2 separate regions of the Mus musculus genome follow, and region 1 is linked to region 2. Evidence: chromatin contacts called from public HiChIP or PLAC-seq data. All regions are on one chromosome and are shown on one strand. The core of a region is the stretch at or near the end of the contact, and the rest is flanking DNA. Distances in the headings are between cores, read along the strand shown. Region 1 overlaps Ivd (isovaleryl coenzyme A dehydrogenase). Region 2 overlaps Gpr176 (G protein-coupled receptor 176).

What was found. HiChIP or PLAC-seq counts read pairs in DNA pulled down with a chosen protein or histone mark.
Region 1: a contact with region 2 is called in a FOXA1 HiChIP or PLAC-seq map of pancreatic cancer cells. The contact joins two enhancer-like sites. A contact is called at or near these places in 4 of 115 datasets of contacts at active chromatin or transcription factors (bone marrow-derived macrophages, embryonic basal ganglia, forebrain and 1 more) and 1 of 9 other capture datasets (liver).

Annotation. Positions count from the first base shown.
Region 1 is chr2:118,870,017-118,875,869 of GRCm38.p6, reverse strand. It overlaps Ivd (isovaleryl coenzyme A dehydrogenase), which reads right to left. Exons shown (of 12, transcript NM_019826.4): 4 at 4,323-4,492; 5 at 2,892-2,985; 6 at 2,566-2,702; 7 at 1,109-1,205. Among named protein-coding and RNA genes, the nearest start is that of Ivd, 11 kb to the right of the region's middle. Within about 2 kb of position 1,624, at least 14 of the 459 cell types and tissues checked have an H3K27ac peak or open chromatin away from gene starts, as enhancers often do. A contact at or near this core is called in pancreatic cancer cells, where this site is marked.
Region 2 is chr2:118,285,043-118,291,142 of GRCm38.p6, reverse strand. The region is part of intron 1 of Gpr176 (G protein-coupled receptor 176); the gene reads left to right. Among named protein-coding and RNA genes, the nearest start is that of 1700054M17Rik, 17 kb to the left of the region's middle. Within about 2 kb of position 3,307, at least 46 of the 459 cell types and tissues checked have an H3K27ac peak or open chromatin away from gene starts, as enhancers often do. A contact at or near this core is called in pancreatic cancer cells, where this site is marked.

The sequences.
Region 1 (5,853 bases), core at 375-2,874, 590 kb before region 2:
CACCCACTCCCTCTAATAAGGACTTGGGAGGTGTGGGCAGAACATTGGGTATAGAAACCGGACAGCCTACCTGCTTTCAAGGCTGGTGGGTGGATTTTTTTCCTCTTTACAAAGATGAGTCTGCACGGTCTCCCTTTCTAGAGACCCCCTGTGTACAGCACACTATTTCAGGATGGTTTGTGGCTGATGCACAAAGCAGTCCTAATTGATGGCCAGATCCCCACCCTCGGCTCTCTAACAGTGCTACATGGTGTCACGTTTACAGATATAGCACAGGGAGAAGCTATTCCTGCAAAATCAAATTACCTTTCCTTCATCGAGTCTGGCTTCTGTCAATTTATTCAGATGGGCTTTTAGCATCATTACTGAGTGTAATTCAGAGCGGTAGGGAATGCCCTGCGGTGGGCTGGTGTGTGCACAAGGCCTGGCTCTTGCTGCAGCAGTGTTCCAAGGTGGGGTTTGGGACGTGACTGGATTGTGAAGGCTGACCTGCTCAATGGATTAACCTGATGACGGAGTCATAATTTGATGGCATCAGCGGAGACAACAGAAATGATCAGAGGAAGAACCTCCAAGGAAAACTGGCCTCTGGGGGTGTGTCCGTGAGAGTCTAGAGGGACTCTGGTTTCTTCTATCACTGCTATTTGACCTCCACAAAATAAGCAGTTCTCCCTCGCCACTTTCCCCTCATTCTCTGTCTCACCATAGGTACAGAAGCAATGGTGCCAAAGGGCCATAGGCTTGACACCTGAAACCATGAGTCAAAATAAGTTCTCTGCCTTTAACCTGTTTTCCTCGGGTTATATATGACAAAGAGTCAGGCTAGCACGTGGGCTGTACAGTCAGTGCACAGGAAGTCTGAAGGATGTCAGTAGATGGGGCTAGGCAAGGTGTGGTACCCACAGAAGAACCCCATCATAGGCAGGTAAGCCAACAGCAGCAGGGTCTGTGGCCAGGACAGACAACTGTCCAGCAGCTGGAGGCCCACAGTCCAACTGTGCATCACGGGACAAATGATGGCGGCGAACCTCTGTAAGGGTGTGGTAGTGGGTTTTCCCAACTTGCAAAGGAGTCAGGGCAGGGACTCCCTTATTCCCTGGTCACTTACCAGGAACCTTGCAGTCTTCAAAGACCAGCTCGCAGGTGTTGGAGCCCCTCATACCCAGCTTGTCAAGCTTCTTGGAGGTACTAAAACCAGGCATACCCTTGACAGGAAACCAAAGGAGGCCCTGGTTAGACTTGCCCCACGGGGTGGGTGGGGGGGTGCTAATAAAGGGAAAACCTGATTTATCTACAAATGTGGCATGCTAGCATCTTACTCCCGAGTTCTCGTTCTCCTCTCTCTCTCTCTGTGCAAAACTCCAGTCTTCACACCAAACCAACCTTGTTCCCAACTCCTCTGCCATGCAGCCTGCGTCTTCCTGGTTCTCAGGGGAGCAGTTTTCTCAATGAAACAGTCCCCAGGTCTCCCCACTCTCCCAGGGATATCACTCTGAAGATACTCTCATAACCCATGCCAATCTGCCCTCATTCTTTACCCACCTGTCCCTAAAGGAACCCGGACTCCAACCACCTACATGCTTTGACCTAGATGACTCAGATACACTGTTGCCAAGTGGCCGGGAGACACGCATGTTGCTCTGTTACCTCCTGGCCTTTCCAGTCCCAACCTTAGTTAGCTACCCCCCATCCCTCATGGAGTGTACAGCCAACCTTGGCACTGTGTACTTAAACTCTCTAGTACCCCCCCAGCAGCTGGGCCCCCAAGCCTCAGTGGCACCTGCTTTCTGTCTTCATCGCCATTATAGGCAGATGGCAGGAAGCCAACACCTGCTCTCTAAAGTTATATATTTTAAACTTTTCCAGGGTGGGGCACATGCCTTCAATCCCAGCACTTGGGAGGCAGGGGCAGACGGACCTCTGTTAGGTCAGGGGAAGCCTCGTCTAAATAATGAGTTCTAGGCCAGCCAGGGCTATACAGTGAGACCAAAACAAAACAACAACAACAAATCTTCCTGACTTTCTTTTCTCTATACTGAAAACTTTGCTCTTTCTTACTTTTATTCTTTGAGGCAGAGCCTTGCTTGATAGACAGCCTTGGATCTCACTACAAAGGCCAGGCTAGCCTCAGACTAACCCAGCCTGCCTGTTAAGTGCTGCTCAGACAACAAATACATGTCACCTGTGTGGCTGGATTTGTTTATCACAAAACTAAACCCAAAATGGGACCCTCGAGTTTTAACTCCTGATGTGTCTTGTCTTGTCCTTACTATCAGAGGTTTGCAGGTCTCATTCACATTCCCACCCATGCCTCAGCCTCCCCTGCAGTTCCTGCTCCTGGCTTCTTTTCCATTTTCCTCTTCCTCAACTCTGTGGACAGTTTTACTGTCTTCAAACTTGACCCAGCCTCTCTGGCTACCTTCTTTGGTCCCTGCTTATCCGCTTTGGTCTCTGCTTATCCGCATGCTCCTGGGGGCAGAGCACAGAACACTGATGTTAATCTTAGTTACCTCTGTCACTTTGGTTAGAGGCGGAGTCTCTCTGGGTCACACCCACCACCCTCACCTTCTCCACAATGAAGGCTGTGATGCCCCGAGAAGCTGGCACAGCGGTCAAATCTGTCTTGGCATACACGACTAGGATATCAGCATCAGGGCCATTGGTGATCCAGAACTTGTTGCCATTCAGAACATAGTGATCTCCTAAGGGCAAGGCAGGAATCCAATGTTTGCTGAAGTCTCTTGGCCTGGCTTGGTCAGTCAGTCCACAGAACTGCACAGAACTGTGAGAACCAGCACAGGAACCCAGCAGAGGCCACTCCCAATTCCTACTCCCTTACTCTGAGTTTGTTTTTCTGCCTTTTCCAGATGCCCCGTGGCAAGTGACCTTACCTTTCTTTTCTGCTTTTAGCTTCATGGAGACAACGTCAGAGCCAGCATTGGGTTCACTCATGGCCAAGGCTCCGATGAACTCACCACTGATGAGCTACAAGGAAAACTCAAACCCGGTCCTGTTAGGACTGGGAAGTGTCCTGCAGTAGCTCCCAGGGACAGCCTCTTCCTCCTGCCTCCTCCTGCCCACATCCAAACTCCGCCCCCCCCACCCCCCCACCCCCCCAGTAAAACGAGCATCTGCAAGGCCTCTCTTCTACCCTTGCTTCTGCCACTTTTTGGCAGTGCCGGGATTGGCTCCAAGGTCTCACGCATGCTAAGCAAGGAATTTACCATTGAGCCCTCCCCTTACCCTATGGTTTTTATATTTTAAATATATTTGTTCTCTGTGTGTACATGTGCACATAGGCTACTGTGTATGTGTGTGTGTGTGTGTGTGTGTGTGTGTGTCTATCAGAGGACAATTCGTGGGAGCTGGTTCTTTTTCTATCATGAGTATCAAACTCAGCTCACCCAGCCTGGTGAGGCAGGCACATTTATTTACCCACTAAGCCATCTCACTGGCTCCTACTTGTTTTTTGAGATAGGGTCTTGCCAAATCCTCCAGCTTCTGCCTCCATGGCAGCTGAAACTCCACATATGTCACAAGTCACCACATCACTGGCTGAAGATTTCTTTCTTTCCTTTTTTCTTTTCTTTTTCAAGTCAGGGTTTCTTCTGTGTAGCCCTGGCTGTCCTAGAATTCACTCTGTAGACTGGGCTGGTATCAAACTCAGAAATCCACCTGCTTCTGCCTCCTGAGTAATAGGATTAAAGGTGTGCACCTTTAATTTCTTAAAGTCTGTTAAATGTTACTCATCCAACTCACAAGTTAAGCTCTGCCCTTGCTTTCTTCTTTTTCCTTTCCTTCCCTTTCCTTCCCTTTCCTTCCCTTTCCTTCCCTTCCCTTCCCTTCCCTTCCCTTCCCTTCCCTTCCCTTCCCTTTCCTTTTTTGTATGTGCACATGTATGTGGAGACTAAGGGTCAGTATTATCTTCCTCTATTGCTTTCCACCTTTATTTATTTCACCTGCATGTATGTCTGTGTACCAAATGTGTATGGTGCTTAAAGTGGCCAGAGGGGATTAGATCACGGAGGGAGGGAGTCATAGACGGTTGTGAGCCACCATATATGTGCTGGGCATTGAACTTGGGTCCTCTGGGAAGAGCAGTCAATGTTCTTACCCTAAGAGCCATCTCTCCAGCCATTTGTGCATTCAAATCTTTTGAATTAAGTATTTTAAAGCAATACCAATCCCTTCTCTCGTTATATTTAGCTTATGGCAGCAAGCCAAGAACGAGAACGTGCTTGGCCCCCACCAAGGGGAGGGCTTGTGATATGGTGGCTGTGTTGAGTCCACACGAGTGAGCGTCTCCATCCCTGTCTCCTCACCTTGGGAAGGTATTTCTCTTTCTGTGCCTCATTCCCATTTCGAACAATCTGGTTGACGCAGAGGTTGGAGTGAGCACCGTAGCTGAGCCCCACTGCTCCCGAAGCCCGGGATATCTCTTCCATTACCAACACATGTTCTAGGTAGCCCAGGCCAGAGCCACCATACTGAACTGGGAGTGGGACAGTGTGGGAAGCAGAAAGGCAGCCAGGTTACATTGGAACACAGACAGGAAGGAATCTTACATTAGTTGGCAGAAAAGAAACACCCTGGAATCTATTGTGAGTCTCCCTGGCAAGGGTGGAAGGCTGTTGTTGCCAGGGACACAGCTGGTTCTGCTAGCTGCCTGTGGGTGAACTATAGGTCAGAAGACCATCGTCTCCCACACTGGTTTTAATCCTGTCATCTTCAGTGAGGACAAGCAAAACCCTGTGCACCCACTCCTGTAGAAGACACAGGAGGCAGAAGCAGATGGATGGAGGAAGAAGGCAGGGGAACACAGAGGGGTGGGTGGGAAGGGGCCTATGCTCAGAGCACCAAAAACTCAGTTACAGGCTGTGCATGTGCAGAGGCCTCAAAAAAGATGAGACTTTTAACAAGGCTAATCGTGTTTTTTACTTACCTATGTGTGTATTTATGCCAAGTGTATGGGTGCCCTTAGAGACCTGAAGAGAACCAATCCTCTTGGGTCCCCTAGAGCAGCAGTTCTTAGCCTCTGGGTTACGACCCCTTTGGCAAACCTCCATCTTGAAAAATATTTACATTATGATTCATAACAGCAGCCAAACCACAGTTATGAAGTAGCAACAAAGATAATTTTATGGTTGAGGGTCACCACAGCATGAGGAACTGCACTACGGGGTTGCAGCATCAGAGAGGTTGAGACCACTGCCCTAGAGGTAAAGTTATAGTGGCTGTGATTCACCCAAGGTGAACAGCAAGGACTGAACTTGGGTCCTCTGGAGAACCAGGAAGCACTCTAAACGACTAAGCCATCTCTCTGGCCCAAAGGTGAGATTTTATAGCATAGCTTTGGGAACAAAGTGGAACTGATACATATAGACGTAGCATACATACACAGGCATGTACTCAGGAATGCATAAACACACATGTGTGTGCACACATACAAACATATATACAGACACACATACATAAAAATAAAAATAAAAAGCAAAAAAAAAAAACTTAAAAAAAAAAAAAAAGAGCCAGGCGTTGGTGGCGCACGCCTTTAATCCCAGCACTTGGGAGGCAGGGGCAGGCGGATTTCTGAGTTCGAGGCCAGCCTGGTCTACAAAGTGAGTTCCAGGACAGCCAGGACTACACAGAGAAACCCTGTCCTTTTGAGGTAGAGTCTCTCACTGAACCTGGAACTTAGGTTTTTTGGCTAGATTCGTAGCCAGTGAGCCCTAGCAAGCATCCAGTCCCAGCCCCGCTCAGTGCTGGGACTATAGGCGCCAGGTAGGACAGGCGTGGCTTTTACATGGTGCTGAGATCTGAGCTCTAGCCTCATGCTTACACAGCAAGCCCAGCTCG
Region 2 (6,100 bases), core at 2,058-4,557:
TGCCCTCTTCTGGCCTCCATTGATATAGCATGCATTTGGTGCACAGACACAAATGCATGGAAAACATTCATAAACATAAAATAAAATAAAATAAAATAAAATAAAAATATTACATATTTATTATTACACACTTATATATTGTTATTTGTATATTTGTTTATATTATTTGTAATACATATATTTTAATTATTTATGTATTTATTTTATATATTATATACTTATGTATAATTTTATTTTACAATTTTAATATACTTATGAAATATATTGATAAAATAAATATAAATATAAGTAAAATATTTTAAAAGGCTATTTGAACAAACTGTAAAGGAGAACCAGTAGGCCCAGCAAATGGGAAAATTAGCATTTCCAGAAACAGTAGACTAACTTGAAAGAAACTACAAGTGCATAAAGATGATTGGATTATAGAAAGGAAGGAAGCCCACAAAACTAACGATGTTGGAATACAGAATAGGTTGCATGACTTTGTTGAAATACTGTCTTAGTTAGACTTTCCATTGCTGTGAAGAGACACCATGACCCAGACAACTCTTATAAAGGAAAACATTTAATTGGGGCTGGTGAGAAGCAAGACAGCATCCAGGTTGGCATGGTGCTGGAGAAGGAACTGAGAGTTCTACATCTTGATCCAGAAAGCAGCCAGGAGAGAGACTCGTCTTCTTCACTGGCAGAGCTTGAGTGCTCAGAGACATCAAAGCCCGCTTACACAGTGATATTTTCCTCCAACAAGGCCACACCTCCTAATAGAGCCACTCCCATGGGCCAAGCATATTCAAACCACCACAAATACACTTTTCAAAGTTGGATTTGACTACCTCTGATGAATTAGGACTCAATAAAATGGAGGGCTATCTGAGAATTCTCTCCCAGTTTGTAGAAGAGGGTAATTGTTGAAGACATAAATGACACATGCAGTGGATGAGATCTGATGCACATCCAATACTGGCCCAGGAGAATAAATAGGAAGGTAGCAGTGCAGGAGTAAAAGAGGCTGAAGCCAGGCCTGGAATAGGCTTCAATCACAGGTGCTTGGCTGGCTGAAGCAGGAAGATCACAAATTCAAGGTCTGTCTGAGCTCCAGAGCCAGGTTCAAGGCTTTCCTGGGCAACTTGGTGAGACCCCTCCTCAAAACAAAAATGGCCTTGGATGCAGCTCAGTCAGAAGCATGAGGACATGAGTTTTGATCTCAAGCGTCCATGTAAAAAGCTGGGCAAGGCGGTACACTCCCCCAGTCCCAGTGTTTAGGAGAAAGTGATGGGAGAGAGGTATATATATATATATATATATATATATATATATATATATATATATATACTCACATATACAGAGAAATGCTCATAGGAATTTCTCATCAATAAATATGCAGTTTGGTTTTCTATCCAGCTTTGTATAATAATGGACTGTTAGAAAGAGCTTAAACAAGTCCATTGATATACAGTAAATAAATTAATTGGGATATAATTAGACAAGCACTATTGCTTTACTTAGCTGTCAAGATGATGATATGTATCTACTTTTACTTATTGTTACAGAAACATAGTCCACATAATGACTAGATCTTGTGCAGTATGCATAGTTTGCTACCACTGGCACAGACAAAAATCCCTATTTGTGAAAAGCATCCCTAAAGTTTTCAATAGGTAATCACTGGGTGCTTTTACTTATTACCCTTTTGTAGGCTTAAAAAAATATTTGTGTGTGTGTGTGTGTGTGTGTGTGTGTGTGTGTGTGTGTGTGTATGCACGCGTACACATTCAGGCTACTAGTGTGTAGGTACCCATATAGTCAGGCCAGAAAACGAGTACCCCCAAGAGCTGGAGTCACAGGCAGTTGTGAGCGCTGCTCATGGTTTCTGGGAACCCATCTCTGGAAGAGCAGTAAGCATTCTTAGCAGCTGAGTCATCTCTTCAACCTTTGTCCTTTATATTTTTATACATTGTCTGCATTTTTTTTTTTTTTTTGGTTTTACGAGACAGGGTTTCTCTTTATAGCCCTGGCTGTCCTGGAACTCATTTTGTAGACCAGGCTGGCCTCGAACTCAGAAATTCGCCTGCCTCTGCCTCCCGAGTGCTGGGATTAAAGGCGTGCGCCACCACGCCCGGCTCATTGTCTGCATTTTAAGAATTGGTTCTACATCATCTTGGTAATCACTCAAAGGCATTTCATTGGGAAACAGGAAAAACCTGAAGTCCCAGACTAGAAGTAACTAGAGCAAGCCTGAGGGCTCCCAGGCTGCAGCAACCAGATGGCACCCTGGCAAGCAAGCCTCCGGGAAGCAAGCCATTCAGATCTCGTTCTCTATAATTCCACCAAGTGTACTCCTCCCCTGTACAGCTTTTAGTGAGCAACTCCCTCACCCCAACTTCTTCTCTTCTTTCTAAAACAAAGTCGATAGTTCCAATATACTTAAGGCCACACCATGAAATGGGGGTGCTAGGAATATATCTATTAAAGCTAATTAAAATATTCTCATTTTCTGGTTGCCCAGTGGGTCTGTTGGGAGAGATTAAAAAGTATCAAAGAAGGTCAGTTATAAAAAATTAAAACTGGGTCTGGTGATGGTATTCCCAAAGGAAGAGCTGCCCCGTGGCTGGAGCTCTGCCCACACTGAAGTGGGGTCAAGCTCCACCCTGATTCTTGATGGAGAAGGCTTTCCTCCAGGCTCCATGGATGCTTGTTTTCAGATTCTCTGAGATTTCTGTGTGTGCCTTTATGGTGTGTGTGTGTGTGTGTGTGTGTGTGTGTGTGTGTGTGTGTGTGTGTGTTTTGAGGGGGGAGGTGTTTTTCTTTCTATTTAAGGAATCCTGAGTGTAGTATTCCTGAGCTGCTGGGTTTGGTGAAGCTAGGTGTGGTTACTCCATCCAAATTTCCTGCTGTGCACATGAAACTGAAGATTCCTATGCTCTCTAAAGTTCTGATGTAGTAGGGTTAGATGTAGGGACTCTGTACTTTAGAAGTTTCGTGGTGATCCCAATGGTCATGTAGGTTTATGAACTATGGGCTTGGGGCTGGAGACTTGATGACATATGGTTACTCAGTAAGAAAACATCACAAGTGTTTACACACACACACACACACACATGCACACGCACGTTCCCACTTATTCAGGATAAGAGTTGCTTATACTGATGCCACTGTCACCATGGTGATAAGCTGAACGTAATGACGTATGGGCACTCCTCTGATTTGGAAGCCTTGCCAGGCATTTCTTACACACTTGACTCAGCAGTTAAGCACTAGATGCTTTTGCCAGCATCCCTCAGAGGTAGTCATTGTCAGGGCTTCCTCATCCAGGAAGCTGGTGTTGGACTCAGTGAGTCAGAGTCCTATAATGGGCACCCCCTGAGCCTGCCATGGGACCTACAGTGGGAATGTGCTGGCTTCCTGCTGTGGACTCAGTGGAAATGCTTCCCAGGGTGGAAAGAGCAGTCCAGCCCAGGAGCATGGGTGAAGGCTGGTGAGTCTGTTGCTAGTGGTCGTTTGGGACTTGACTACAGATCTGACTCAAACAACTTTGGAATGGATGGATCCAAGTGCTGAGGTGCCTAGCAGCCTCATGGTGCTACAAGAGGAGACTTAAACATGGGTGACAGGGTTAAAATTATGGATTGAAAATCCAAAATATATGTTGTTTCAAATATACAGACTGTGGGACCAGTGCAAAGTGACTCAGCTGGTAAAGGTGCGACCTTTACCTTGGAGTGCTACTTTAAGCTTGGAGACCATAGTCTGATGGCCAGAAGTTTCATAATGGTGGCTGACCACCACATATGCACCATGGCAACCCAACCCAACACAGGTGTGCATGCAAATGCACACACACACACACACACACACACACACACACACACACACACACACATTCAAAAAACAACATGAAAATCCTCAGGATTTTGATTCTCACAAAGGGAATAATTTATTTGTGAGAAGTTCTTTAAGGGATAAAGACTCTTCTAGCAGTGAAAATCAAATATACCGCAATGTGTACATCTCTTCATAGACAATATCTTCCAGTGGACTATTACATTAATAGATCCTGAGCATATTTTTAAGTCTTGCCTGTAACACTATGTAAAGAAAGATGCTTTGGTTAGACTCAAATCTGTGTACCAGTGACGAAAGGCTTCCAAATCAGGAGGATTCTCATAAATCATTATTGTTCAGCTTATCACCATGGTGACTGGTGGCATCAGTATAAACAACTCTTATCCTGAATAAGTGGGAGTCCGTGTGTGTGTGTGTGTGTGTGTGTGTGTGTGTGTGTGTGATCACTGTTGATGTTTTCTTGAGTCACTATCACCAAACTAATGCAGAGTGCTTTAGAGAATTCCTGGAAACAGCTGGCCCACATGTCTAGATGTATCAGTTGGTTTTTCTACATTGTCTAGAAGATCACAGAACATTGAGTTTGAGAAGACCTTGGCAGTAAGTTCTGTACATATTCAAGGACAAAGGCAGCTCCTTGGAGTGACTCTGCCTGGAGCTCTGGATAGCCTGTGCCCTGGATAGCAGGCTTAGTACCATGTCCTTCCCATAGCGTGTGGCTCTGCTGTCAGATTGGCTTACTAGCAGCATCCTTTGGGCAGATGCACAAGAGCAAGCAGTGTCCTAAGCGGGATGCCCTAGTTACAGAATGGACCAAGGAAGGATAGGCTGTGTGATACTGAAGGGTACCACAGGCTGATGGGCCCTGGCCAGCTTCACGGCCTTCAGGTTCCATGTGTAGGAGTCTGAGGGTTGAGTTTAGAGCCCACTGTGCTGGGGCATCTCTGCAGCTGCAGCTCTTCATCCCAAACAGGCCTCCTTGCAGTATGTCATTCTGACTTAGAGTTTTCTTTGGAAACTCTGATGACGACATACATACTCCCAAAATGGATAGCTGCACTGCAGGGACTTTTGATTGCTGTCTGCCCATGTATTTTGATAAATTCATTTATTTAACAATTATTTATAAGATGGCTACTCTTCCTAATAATGAGCTATGTAAGGACTTGTAACTGAACAAGGGTTACATATGTTTTCCCCAATGAGAGAGAAACAAATGGCTAATAATAGTTAGGAATGTACTGTAAAGGCACAGTAAAGTATTGTAATGTAAGTGGAGGAAGAAATGCATGTGTTTGAAACAGAGAGATCGTCAGAGAAGGCCTTTTGGAGGAGACAGTATTTAAACTAAAACCTGGATTAAAAGGAACCAAACTTATGAAGAACATTCCAGGCAATCTAGAAATGCTACACAAAGACATGTGTGGTTAGTGTTAATCTTGGTGTAGCTCAAGAGCAGCTAGAGAGCTGATGTTCTGCAAACCAGAGGAGGAAAGGTGTGGGGTCAGACAGGCAAACACCAGGCCCTGGAGGATGACACAGTGGGAGAGCGATAAGGAATCGGGCTGGAAACAGGAGTCTGGAGAGAGGAAAAGGCTCCTTTGGGCCATGAATCTGGGGTCATCAGCATTTTGATGGGAAGTCACAGGGAAAGGTGGTCTAACTAGGAAGAGGCTGTAGCAGCAGTGAGTCCCCGGAAAAGACCAATCAGAAGCTGAAGGAAGTGGGAGAGTAGGAACAAAGTTGGAGAAGGTAGGCTGTGGAAGCCATGGGAGGAGAAACATCAAAGAGAGGTGGTTGATGAGGTCATTGTTATGCAAAATCTAGAATCTCAGTGTCCCCCATGTGGGTCACTAGTTATAGGTACTGGTGGTTTTTTTGTTGTGTTTTGTTTGTTTTGTCAACTTGACACAAACAAGGGTGATCTGAGAAATGAAATTTTAATTGAGAAAATACTAACATCAGGTTGGCCTGGATCAACTCTGTAGGGCATTTTCTTAACTAATGATTGATGTGGGAGGGCCCAGCTCACAGGGGCAGTGCCAGCAATGGGCAGCTAGGCCTGGGGACGTGAAGGTAGTTTTACTTGAGGCTGGAGAGAAAGCTGGTAAGCATCACTCCTCCACCGTCTGCTTCAGTTTTTGACACCAGGTTCCTGCTTTATCTCTTGCCCTGGTTTCCTAGATGATACACTGTGGTGGAATGTGAGCCAAATACGAGCTTTTCTCCCCAAGTTGTTTTCGGTCATGGTGTTTAT